Regions from separate parts of the Mus musculus genome. Here region 1 is linked to region 2. A link is a contact called in public Hi-C data. All regions are on one chromosome and are shown on one strand. The core of a region is the stretch at or near the end of the contact, and the rest is flanking DNA. Distances in the headings are between cores, read along the strand shown. Region 1 overlaps Cfap57 (cilia and flagella associated protein 57). Region 2 has its middle 6.0 kb from the start of Mpl.

The links. A called contact is a pair of places that touch in the nucleus more often than the background predicts.
Region 1: a contact with region 2 is called in a Hi-C map of the N1E-115 cell line, with 3 times the contacts expected there. The contact joins two enhancer-like sites. A contact is called at or near these places in 2 of 39 promoter capture datasets (embryonic stem cells and neural stem cells), 2 of 15 datasets of contacts at CTCF or cohesin (the NIH/3T3 cell line and embryonic stem cells), 28 of 484 Hi-C or Micro-C datasets (B cells, CD8 T cells, the CH12 cell line and 10 more), 5 of 115 datasets of contacts at active chromatin or transcription factors (the HPC-7 cell line and embryonic stem cells) and 3 of 9 other capture datasets (adipose tissue, embryonic stem cells and pancreatic islet).

The regions. Positions count from the first base shown.
Region 1 is chr4:118,559,128-118,565,799 of GRCm38.p6, reverse strand. Cfap57 (cilia and flagella associated protein 57) reads left to right here. Exons shown (of 23, transcript NM_026789.5): 22 at 3,873-4,005. Gm52677 (a long non-coding RNA gene) reads right to left here. Exons shown (of 3, transcript XR_003955099.1): 2 at 1-294. Among named protein-coding and RNA genes, the nearest start is that of Gm52677, 8.1 kb to the right of the region's middle. Within about 2 kb of position 1,304, at least 11 of the 459 cell types and tissues checked have an H3K27ac peak or open chromatin away from gene starts, as enhancers often do. A contact at or near this core is called in the N1E-115 cell line, where this site is marked.
Region 2 is chr4:118,460,429-118,466,656 of GRCm38.p6, reverse strand. No RefSeq gene overlaps it. Among named protein-coding and RNA genes, the nearest start is that of Mpl, 6.0 kb to the right of the region's middle. Within about 2 kb of position 1,511, at least 60 of the 459 cell types and tissues checked have an H3K27ac peak or open chromatin away from gene starts, as enhancers often do. A contact at or near this core is called in the N1E-115 cell line, where this site is marked.

The DNA of each region.
Region 1 (6,672 bases), core at 55-2,554, 99 kb before region 2:
CAGCAGCAGTGCCTTTCGTGGGGTTTGCTCCCTCAGGGCTCCTGGCCGAGACAGTCCTCTCCACCTTCCGTCATCCCTGCCTCTCACCGCGTTAGGTTCATGCTTCTGATTCAAATGACATCAGATACTACTCCAGCCAAAAGAGACGTCCATCTTTAGCACAGTGACCAGTTCATAGCTCTCAGGAACCGTGACGTTGGCGGTAAAGGGCCGATGAAGGAACAAAAGAGCAGATGCAGGGTGCTGGGCTACATTTGATTTCTGGCCTTAGTCACACTCCATTAAGGTGGCGTCCTGTGGGACCGGAGAGATGGTTCAGTGGTTTAGAGCATTTGCTGTTCTTCCAAAGGACTTGGGTTCGATTCCCAGCACACACTCTGTAACTCTGTACAGCTCACGACTATCTGTAACTCTAGTTCCAGACGATCCAATATCCTGTTCCAACTTCCTCAGGCACCAAGCATGCACAGGACACACAGATATATACAGGCAAAACACCCGTATACATAAAATAAAATAATAAAGGGTGGGTGGGGGAAGATGGGGTCATACCCTGGGGACTCATCATGGAGGTGCCACAAAGCTGGCAGTGGGGCCAGAGACAGGCACTCAGGCACTCACACCACAGGATATCAGGAGCCTGAAACCCCAATCACAGGGCTGTGACTGGCAAGGGGGTGGGGAGATCCTAGGGCTCTGCCTCCAGTCACTCCACTAATAGAATGGGGCTGTCAGACAGCAGAGACACATCACAGTGGGCAAGCCGGCTCAGACACGGAACCGATGGGGCTCATTGACACAGTGGCTCAGCATGCCTAGGAGAGGAACCTGAAAGCACTGGAAAGGGCACCCACAGCCTCTAGTCTCTGGACACCCCCCCCCCCCGTGTTCTTCCTTTATTGAATGAGGCAGAAGTGAAGCTAAACAAAGCCTACTAAGACCCTGCAAGCCCCAGGCCTGTGAGCATGCCCAGAAGTTCTTTGTGGCTCTCAAAAGACCCTCTCCTCTGCCTCCGTACCAGCCACATTCTTCACCTGCTTATCCAGCCCACAAATATTTACTGAGCACCCCTCACAGGCAGAGCGATGCCCTAGGTCTTAGTGTCCAATAAAAAAAGAAAATGTATCGAAGTAATCCCATTATGATACAAAGCCAGAGTGGAAAAGACCCAGGGGAGACTGGCAGGGAATTTTACTAGACAGCATCTGGAAAGGATATGTGAGTGACCATTGCCAGGGCCTGGGTTGGCTTAAAAAGTAAAACATTAGATGGAGAAAACCCTTGAACTCAGAAAAGCAGGCCTGGCGTCTGGCCTGGAGAATGAGGACTGGCAGTGAGCACTGGGCCTGCTTCCAGCATGGAGGGGATTCTTACAGGGAGGAGTGTGGAAATGTAGCGCTCTGCTGAAACTCGAAAGGTCTGGGTCTGCGCTGAGACTGGGAGGCTCTGAGGGATCTCTGGGCTAACCCCAGCAGTCCCTGCTCTCCCAAGGGCCCCACAGGCACTTCTTCACAGCAGAGGAGGACTTGCTGTCCAGGCTCTGGCCTAACACCCCCACGCAGCGGTGTTCCAGTGTGGTCCTAAACAGCGCCGTCCTACACAGACCGAGCCTAGAGACAGGCACTGCCACTTAGGAAAGCAGAGACTTGGGCTGGGGAGATGGCTCAGTAGGTGAAGTGCTGGTTACATGAGTGTGCAGACCTCAGTTCAGGTCCTCTGCACCCACATGCAAAGCTGCCGAGACTGTGTGTGCCTGTAACCTCAGCGCTGTGGGTAGAAGAGGCGGGAGGATAGCTGGGGTTTGGTGCCCACTAGCCTAGCTGTAGGCCCAGTGAGAGACTGTGTCTCATCAGGACCCTGATGTCCTCCTCTGGCCTCCACACCTACATAGACATGCACACACATGTACAATGCATGCACACGTACACACACATACATACACATGTCCAGTCACTCCATACCTACAGGGCTAGGGACTCCTCCATGGTGGTATCAGAGGAGGACCCTTGTGCTAAGTGTAAAGTGGAAGGCAGAGATTTGGGGTGCAGGAAATTAGAAAAAAAAGAAACTCACCCCATATCAGTCATGCTGTACTTCTGTCTCCTTGTCCTCCTATTCCATGTTCTGGAACATTCTTTTCTCTCTTCTTTGCTAAGTCCTTTAAGCCTCAGCCCTGGGGTCAACTCCTAAGAGTCCATCTGACATACAGACAAGATTGTCTTTCTGTGTGTCTTTGTCCTTCACATCAGCAAGCCAGAGCAACACAAACACGTTCCTACCCCAACTGCACTGTAAAGTACTCTGTAAAGAGCAGGGACCAGATCTCACTTTCATTCTCTTTTTAAACGCTTCTCTCATATGTTTCAACCTGACTGCAGTTTCCCCTCCCTTCCTCTCCTCCCAGGACCTCCGCCATCACCTGCCTTCTCCTCCAGATCTACTCCTCCATGTCCCTTCAGAAAAGAGCAGGCCTCCCAGGGAGATCCACCAAACCCGGCCTAACAAGTTACTATAAGACTAGGCACAAACCCTCATATCAAGGCTGGGCAAGGCAACCCAGTCAGAGGAAAAGGGCCCCAAGAGCAGGCAAAGGAGTCAGAGTCAGCCCCACTCCCACTGTCTAGCTTTCTCTATACCCCAGGACCCAAGAGCAAGGTGGGGAAGAAAGGGTTTATTTGGCTTACATTCCATATCACTGTTCATCATCAAAGGAAGTCAGGACTGAAACCCAAACAGGGCAGGAACCTGGAGACAGGAGATGATGCAGAGGTCATGGAGGGGTTGCTGCTTACTGGCTTGCCCCGCATGACTTGCTCAGCCTGCTTTCTTACAGACTCAAGACCACCTATCCAGGGATGGCACAACCCTACAACCAGTTCTTTTTTTTTTTTTAAGATTTATTTATTATTATATCTAAGTACACTGTAGCAGTCTTCAGACACACCAGAAGAGGGCGTCAGATCTTATTACAGATGGTTGTGAGCCACAATGTAGTTGCTGGGATTTGAACTCAGGACCTCTGGAAGAGCAGTCAGTGCTCTTAACCTCTGAGGCATCTCTCCAGCCCCCTACAACCAGTTCTTATGGAGGCCTTTTCTCAACTGAGGTTTCGTCCCTTCAGAAAACTCTAGCTTGTGTCAAGTTGACATAAAACTAGCCAGCATGGGTATCTAGTAAAGATTTATTAAATAGATGGATATCAGGCCATCATAAATAGGTAAATCTCCAGTAGATATAGCAGATATTAAATAGCAGCTTACTTGTCTGTGTTGTTCACTAAATAGCATGATACTGAGGGCAAGAGTTTGTTGTTGCATCTGCGGACTTAGTAGATGCCCTTTAGTTTAACCAAACCAATAGGGGTATAAGAACAGAGTAGAACAGTGCTAAAGAGTGTTGCTGAGGTCAACATCCTGGCTCTGCTACTTGCTAACTGTATGGCTCAGGCCACTTACATGACCTCTCTGGTGCCTCTGTTTCCTTTCCTGTAAAACTATGGTTATAGGGTCAGGGGGTCTAGTTCAGTGGTAGAGCAATGCTTAGCATTCATAAGGCCCTGGGTTCAATTTCCAGAACCATCGCCAGGTGACAGTAATAGCCTCTCTAGCAGAGCATATTCAAAGCACTCAGGAAAGTGCTGTTATGGGCGTTTGAAAGAGCACAGGTGGGTGGGAAAGTGCAAGTCTGCCTGAAATCAAGTTAGCTGGTGCCTTAAAGGCTTGGCATTGAACAGGACAGAGGCTCCTGCTGGGTGCAGGATCCAGAGGGCTAACCTAGATCCAGGCCCCTGGGTTCTTAAGCCCAGGAAGGGTCACCCTGCACCCACAGAGCACCTGCATATCACGCTTGCTGTCTTCCGTTCTTTTTTAAAGGAAAATGTCTCTCTGATCAAAGAAATTAATGAGCTCCGCAGGGAGCTGAAGTTAACCCGCTCCCAAATCTATGACCTTGAATCGGCCCTGAAAGTATCCAAGAAGACGCGCTCACAAGAAGTTCCAGAGTCAGGTAATACCACGGGGAGTTGGGCACCAAGACCAAGACCCAGTGACCATGAGCAGGTCTCCCTTTGGCTTCTTTCAGTACAGAGTCACATCCGCCCATGGTGTTTCGGAGCCTCTCCAAGGCACACTGTGCCAGCTCTCCAGAGGATCTGAGGAACTTCCCACATCCACTCTCTCACTGTCGGGGCCCCAGGCTCCTGTCTGAAATCCTCAGTGTTAGCTGCAATTCAGAACTCAGAATCGTGCAGGTTTTAGAAAAGTGCATGCTGTATATTATATAACATCCCCAGGAGGTCTGGGGCAGTGCCCTGAAATCAAGCACATTAGTATTCTACAGTGATTTGTGAATATTCAAACCAGGCTTCATGAATTTAAAAACATGAATCTCTCTCTCTCTCTCTCTCTCTCTCTCTCTCTCACACACACACACACACACACACACACACACACCCCTCTACATTTTAGAATTGTGGGTAAGGGACCTATACAATCAAAATGAAGGCAAAACAATGAGAAACTATTTCAAGGGAGGGAGAAATTACATAAGAAATGTTCACGAAGGTGGTGACTCGGGTGACACATTAAAGCACCTCTGAACATCTGCTAGCCAAGGCAAAAAGGGAAAGAGAGAAGTACAATAGTGAGTACCCCTACACTTGGGAGACCGAGGCAGGAGCATTGCCATGAGCTCAAGACCTGGGCTACAGTGTGAGACCCTGGCTCGAAAGGGAGGTAGTTTACATAATTGTCATTGCGTGGCAGAAAGAAGGGACTTATTCTCTGGAGAATAAACTTTTTCCTGGCACTAGATTCCATGAGAAACTTATCACACAGCTCTCTAAGAAAGGAATGCTGACCAACAGCCTCCAGTCTCCACAGGCTCTGTGGCAATATATACTCTCTGTCATCTTCATACCTGACAATCAGTACAAACCAAGAACACGAGGCATCTCTATGAAGGGTACGTCAGTGAAGCAGACACACCCTGTCTTCTGTTGGTTGCTATTCAGGAACAGAGACTCATGGGCTGGAGCGTCCCAGAGCAGTGCCTTGGGATTCTGGACGCCATGGGAACTCTCGGGGCTATTTTTGCAAGCTGTGTAGAGCCCAGTGCTGCGTGACTATGTGCAGTCTATGATGAGCCCCACATGTGATTCTGGTGCCTTGTCCTCACGGCCTTCTTAGAGTACGGGAACTGACCGGTGTTCACACGGTGATGAGATCATCTACTGACTCTCAGTTCCCGGACCGCATGCATCTCTGCTGTTAAGCATCATGTGTATATGCATGTATACAATTGTGTCAGATTATGGTTAGTATGACAGTTAGGACCGGGGTGGTCCCTAAAGTCACCATCTTCAGTCCTCAACACGGACGTGAGAACACGGTATCCATCCTGAAGCAGGAGCTTCACATTTCCCAGGGGCCACCTTCTTTTGGGTTGTAAGGGCTCAGGAGCAGGGGTGGGGGGCGGGGTTGGGGGTAGGGATTGGGTAAAGCTCAGATACACCTGTAAACAACTGCAAAGCTTCTCTTAAAATATTACAAACCTGGCATGGTGGCGTACACCTCTAATTCCAGCACTCAGGAGGCAGAGGCAGGTGGACCTCTGTGAGTTCAAGGTCAAACCTGGTCTATATAGTGAGTTCCAGGAAAGTCAGGGCTACATAATCCTGTCACAAGTGTCACTGGGTATAATGGTATAGTGTAGTCTCAGCATTTGGCGAGGTGAGAGCGGAAGTATAAACCCAGTGCAGGATAAGTGGAAAAAGGAAGGCAAGAAGATCCCAGGGGCAGGCAGGTTACCAGCCTGGCTGAAAACAACTATCTCCAGGTTCCCGCTCTCAAGGGAATAGTAGGTGGAGATTGAGAGGAAGATACAGGGTGTCCTCCTGTGGCCTCTCCAGGTGCACCTGTGCACACACCAAGGAAGGGGGGGTGGAGAAATGAGAAAAGAGGGGAGGAGAGGAGGGACGTGGGAGTAAATGCTAGAGATTTGCCAAAGCATTTTGAAAGTTCTTATCTGAGATCACACACACACACACACACACACACACACACACACACACACACCAGGCTTCTTTATATTATTGATGTGGAAATTTCCACACATAAAAAGTTGAGAGCAAAAATCTGATGAATCTGCACAAATCCATTTCCCAGGAATGATTAATCCCTGCCTCTTCTTGACTCTTCAATATCTGACACACACACACACACAACACTCACACCACGAGCTGTTTGAAAACAAATCAATCATATCCATCATCCTCTACAGCTTTATTCAAGGGGCACTTGCTGTGACACTTGGTGACAAGGAATGCCAGTCGTTGACCTCAGTTGTACAAAACCAAAGCCTTACCTTGGATTCTGAAATGTGTGCCCACCCCCTTCCCAAGACAAGTCAGTGCAAAATACGCATTCCTCAAGTTGCTTAGGGACCTGGCCCATTTGATATATATATATATATATATATATATATATATATAATATATTATAGTATATGTATATATCATATGCATATATACATGTGTTGTACATTATATACATTATATGTGTGTTTATATTATATGTATATACACATAATATATGCAGATATACATTATATACATCTATGTATATGTAATACATGCACATATATAATATATTATACTTATTATATGTCATGTGA
Region 2 (6,228 bases), core at 262-2,761:
TCTTCCAGAGGACCTGAGTTTAATTCCCAGCAACCACATGGTGCCTCACAATCATCTGTAATGGGATCTGATGTCTTCTTCTAGTGTGTATGAAGATAACTACAGTATAGTCATATATATATATATAATCTTTTTAAAAAATAAACAAAAACAGAGAATGGTTACATGATGTTTCAATGCCAGATACTATTCCTGGCACTTTGCACACATTAGGTCTTCCTATAATTTAACATCCCTACTAGGTGGGTACTGTCATTTCCCTTATATAGAAGGTTCTCAGAAAGGCTAAGTAGCTTGACTTAATGTCTGACAAGAAGTGGCAAGGCTGTCATTCCAACATGGATGTCCTGGCTCCAGAGTGTCTCTTAGCCACAGTGTAATGCTTCTTTTTCTGGCAGGACAGGAGAGAATTGACGTGAGCAGTCCCTTTACAAATTCAACGTAAGTACACCAAGCCCATAAGTGGCAAGAAGGCACCAGTCTCCAACAGGAGATTCCCACGTCGCCACTGTGGACTGTAAGGACTGCAGCCTCCACTGTGAGCTACAAGCACAGAACTCAGCCATAAATCCTCAGTGTCGCCTACCCCGCCCACTCTAGCTTCACATCTCTCTGCTTCCCTCTTAGCCCTGTTTTCCTTGGACATGGCCTGGGCAGGAGTCGGAGCAAATGACCAGTCCAATGGCGCTCACTTGATTCCACGGAAGCAATGGAAAGAGCTGGAAGAAAAGCCTTATTAGGCAGACTCCCGGGAAAGGCCAAGCTGGAGGGCACCTGGTCAGAGGGGCCTCACCGCAGTCCTGGCGTAAAATATGGGAAGTCACACCACTTTACCCTGAGTCATTCGCTCCCTCTAACCCTCAGGGAAGGGGGTGATTTCCTGCAAGGCCTTCTGGGCAGCAGTGCAGGCTCCTTCCACCAGGAGTGTATCTCTTATCTCACCCAGGCCTTCTCCCATTAGCAACCCAAAGCTGCTAGAGGGGGGGGGGGCGGGGGGGCGGGGGGGGCGGAGGGGGGCGGGGGGGTGGGGGGGGCGGGGCAATCTCCTTTTTCTTTGGATCTGGGCCTTCAATTCAGAGGCTGGAGGGCGTCTGCCTAAGTAGGGCAACTCAGGAGCCAGGATGTCTCATGGAGGACTGGAGACAGAGCAGAGGACTGTCCAGGCTGTCCCCGTCCAGCCATCTCCCACGGGGATGCTTCTGGAAAGCGGCTGCTCTTTTTCCCACTTACTAGCATTGCAACCCTTTTGAGATGGGTTTGGGAACTCAGTCTCTGACTTTGAGAAGCCCTCCCCTCCACACACACACACACACCCATGCCCAATAGGCAATTCTTGATAAGTAAAGACAACAGAGGAAAGCCTACAAGGTGATCTTTGCCAAGGGTAGGAGTCTTTAAAAATAACCTTTAGGGGCTGGAAAGTTAAGAGTGCTCGCTGTACCCAGAGGAGCGGAATTCTGATCCCAGCATCTGTGTCAGGCTGCTCAGAACTCCAGTTCCGGAGGATCCCATGCCACCCTGAACACCTGCACCCACCCACACATATCCACATGCAGACACATACACCTACACATAATTAAAAATAAATGTAAAAAAAAATAGCCTTTAAGGACAAACAGATCTCAATACAAGTCTCAGTTCTTCCCTTTCAGAGAGACTCTAGACAACTCCTTCACTCCTCCTGAGCCTCAGCTTCTCTTCTGGAAGGACAAGGACTCAAGGGCACACAATAGAGCCATGGTATAGCATATGCATTACCACGGTGCTGGCAGGGAGCAAGGGTTTACTTTTTTTAATAAGAGAGGGAGTCACCTGGAAGAGCACCCACCCACCTACTCTTTCCCTGGGATAGTTCCTTCTTAGGACCCGTACCTCCTCTAGCTAGGGTAGAGACACAATATGGCTACTCTCATATAAAAAAAACACCTCAACAGACAAAGGTCCAATTGGTCTATATGCCAAGGAACACCAAATCTCAAAGACAAACGCCCAAAATAAAAACGGGGGACACATGCTTCCCCACAGGGGCACGAAGATTTGTGTGGACAGAAAGGGAAGAGCTGAGCGTAGTCAACCCAAACTTCTCCTTGCCATTCTTGGGAGTTAGTTTTAAATTATATCTAGGGCTGTAGTGGTGGCTCAGTGTTTAAGAGCACCTGCTGCTCTTATAGAAGACAACCCAAGTTTGGTTTCCGGGACCCACAACAGGTGGCTTTCAACTGCCTATAACTCTAGTTCTATCGGATCTGACACTCTCTTCTGGACTTCTTGGGCACACATACACATAAATTGTTTTAAATTTATATCTTATTATATAAACAAGCTAGCCTCAAACATGCTATGTGATCCAGACTGGCCTCCAAACTCAGGATCCTCCTGCCTGACTCTCTGGAGCCCTGGGACACCATGCATGAGTGAAGTGCCACTCCGTGCCTCTCCACTTTTACCAGAGCCGTTCCCGGGCTCACATCCTTGCCACCTGCCAATCTGAACGCGTGTTCTTGATGGTTTCCACGATACCATCTACTCTCGGCTCCATGGGTGGCGTGATCTTTTCTGTTGTCCCCAAGCTGCTGAGGATGGAAGGTTTTGAACACAGGGTCCTCTCACTGTAGGGAAGCTAACATTGACAGGCTAGAGAGAGAGCTTAAGGCTGAGGGACGGGGCTCCTACTGGAATGTCTTCTTGCTGGCCTTCCTCCTCAGCCTGGCACTCCTTCTCCTCTGTCCCCAGGTTTGGTAAAGTTACCTCTCTTATTGTCTCATATCAAAATCATGCTGTTCTCATTATAAAACAAGGCCCATTGCACGGACTGTTCCTGATAACACAGAAAAGGGGGCCTTTGAAAGGTGTGTGAACTTGAAAGGGTGTGATTCATTTTTAAAAGATCTTCTTCTTCTTCTTCTTCTTCTTCTTCTTCTTCTTCTTCTTCTTCTTCTTCTTCTTCTTCTTCTTCTTCTTCTTCAATTCATGCGTATGTAGGGGGGTTGCACTCAGAGGCCAGGTATCAGATGCCCCAGAACTACAGTTAGTGAACCATGTGGGTAGTGGGATCTGAACCCTGGTCCTCTGCAAGAGCAACAAATGCTCTTAACTTAACTGCTTACTCACTCTGTAGACCAGGCTGGCCTTGAACTCAGAAATCCACCTGCCTCTGCCTCCCAAGTGCTGGGATTAAAGGCTGTGCCACCACTGCCCAGCCCTGGCCCTCTTTTTTAAACAGCCTCATTATAAGTAGCTGGAACATAAGAAAATGACTCTCAAGGAAGTAGGACTTGAAACCAGGTCTAGAAGCACAAAGGACTCCTAGTAGTAGGCTGTTAAGTTGGGAAGGCTCTTTGACTGGAGAAGCCATAACAGTGGGGCTGGGGGCAGTCCTTGTTTTGGACTGGATTTAGAGACTAGAAAACAGCACCTTCAGAGGGAGAGATCCCAAGTACAGAAAGTGTAAAGATGAGAAGGGCCCTGGGTTCTAGCACAGAAAGACAGGTCTAAAAACCATGTAGAGGTCTGAAAAAATTCTAAGCAAGGGAAGAATAAAAGGCTGTTTGAGCATCAGATTAGACACCATGTAAGGAGATACCATTTGTAGATTAGCAGAACGGCAAACTTGAAATGCTCTTGACAGGACTAGGGAGATAGCTCAGTGGATTAAAACCCTTGCTGAGGATCCAAGTTCAGATCTCCAGAACCCATGTAAGAGCCTGGGCAGGTGTGGCTGTTGTAGTCCCAGCATTTATGAAACAGAAGCAAGGGTTCCCTGGGGAAAGTTGCCTAGCTGGATTAGCTGAAATTGGCACGCTAGGGGTTTATCTAGAGATCCTGCTTAATAAATAAAATGGAGAGTGACCAAGGTAGATACCCAACATCAAGTTTGAGCCTCTCCATGCTCACATATGCAGCTGTACACAGAGGAACATGCATGCACATATGAACACAAGGCAAGCAACAATTTGAAATCAATAAAATGACGAAAGGGGAAGATACAATGTTCTGATGTGCTAATATAAATGGACTCGTTGCAGAAGGATGTCTGACAATATTGGGAAACAGATGGAGAGATAGAGAATTCTGGAGCCTAGAGCTACCGACACTTAGACTTTCTGATTCGATAAAACTGCCCGAGGTTGGGAAATCTGGACCGATAGGGAAATAAAGAGGGCTCAGAATTACAAGAGCCAGTTCTCTTCCCAGCCCTCTATTTAATGGTGTCTTCTTTAGGAGCTTGATGTGCAGGTACACATTTGTGTGTGCACTTGGAACCAGGGAACAACAACAGCAAAACAAAAACGAAACAACAACAGCAATAATAACAAAAACAAAAAAAGTGTCGTTCCTCACATGCTGTCACTGTTTTTATTGAGACAGGGTCTAGCACTGGCCTGGGACTTGCCAAGTAAGTTAGGCTGGATCGCAGGGATCTGTTATCAATATGTCTTTGGTACTGGCTTTACAAGCATGCACATATACCATCTCACCTGACTTATTAAGAATCTCTCTATGTAGTCCTAAATGTCCTGGAATTCACTATGTAGACCAGGCTGGCCTCAAACTCATACAGAACTTCCTGCCCCTGCCTTCCAAGTGCTGGGAATAAAGATGTGTATCACCACGCCTGGCTAGACAAACCTTTTTCACATGGAACCTAGGGCTCAACTCAGGTCTCCAGGCTTGGCAACAACCTCTTTACTCCATGAGCTATCTCCCCAGCTTGAATACCGGCATCTGTAAACCAAGTCTACTGCTTTGGATTGGACCTTGGGGTCTGCAGGACTTTTTAACCAAAGAAACCTGAACCACAAGGCTTCTGTCCCCTGTGCCAGTTCCTGCTTGATTTTCTACAGAAATAAAGAACTGGAGACAGTAGCTCTTCCTAGTTGCATAAATGCAGAGGAAACTGAACAATGACAGGGACAGGTAGCTGAAACTCCTCGGATGCAGGAGCCAGAGGCACCCATCTTGGCCCTGTGACAATCATAAAGTCCCTGTGGACTCTGCTTAACCACTTCTGCACTGCCTCCCTTAGAAGTCGTAGAACTTGGTAGGAACTTGGATGCTGGAGTAGAGGGAGAAGGAAGATTTGAGAGTTGCCCTTGGGTTTCAGGTTCAGATGCCTAGCCCATGTAAGATGCAGAAGATAGGAGAAGATGGTCCACAGGGCATCTGAGGGTAATAGTTCTGCTTGGGACATGATGGATTTAAAGTTCCAAGGAAAGACAAACCAAGAGAGATGTTTAATAATAACTAAGATTGATGAGGTCTCGGGTTTATAGAAGAGTCAAAAGCAGTGTGACTCAGACAGCACGGAGGGCTAAGAATGGATGCATGGGAACTGCAAGACTTAAGAGAAAGAGAAGTCACAGGAGACTGTGGAGACAATGTTACAGCAGACATGAGGAAACGGAGAGAAGCTGCCACTGTGAACTAGGAGGAGAATGGGTTGATGGCTGCAAACAGCTTGAGACTGAACAAGGTAGGGTGAGGGACACAGTAAGGTTGTCATGGCTGCTGAGAAATGGAGGGAGGTAGAGTTCAAGGCTGCATGTGCTGGTCAGGCAGGAGGACCTCATGGGCCACGAGGAGGCATTTGAGTTCTATTCTAAATGCTATGGGACGTTGTCCAGGGATGTTAGCGGGAATGAAGATACAGCGTTAAACATACCAGTGAGATGGAAAGAATAATTCCTAGCCAAATGGATGGACCTGGAGGGCATCATCCTGAGTGAGGTAACACAATCACAAAGGAATTCACACAATATGTACTCACTGATAAGTAGATATTAGCCCAAAACCTAGGATACCCAAGATATAAGATACAATTTGCTAAACACATGAAACTCAAGAAGAATGAAGACTGAAGTGTGGACCCTATGCCCCTCCTTAGAATTGGGAAAAAAACACCCATGGAAGGAGTTACAGAGACAAAGTTTGGAGCTGAGACGAAAGGATGGACCATCTAGAGATTGCCATATCCAGGGTTCCATCCCATAATCAGCTTCCAAACGCTGACACCATTTCATATACTAGCAAGATTTTGCTGAAAGAACCCAGATATAGCTGTCTCTTGTGAGACTATGCCTGGGCCTAGCAAACACAGAAGTGGATGCTCACAGTCAGCTATTGGATGGATCACAGGGCTCCCAATGGAGGAGCTAGAGAAAGTACCCAAGGAGCTAAAGGGAACTGCAACCCTATAGGTGGAACAACATTATGAACTAACCAGTACCC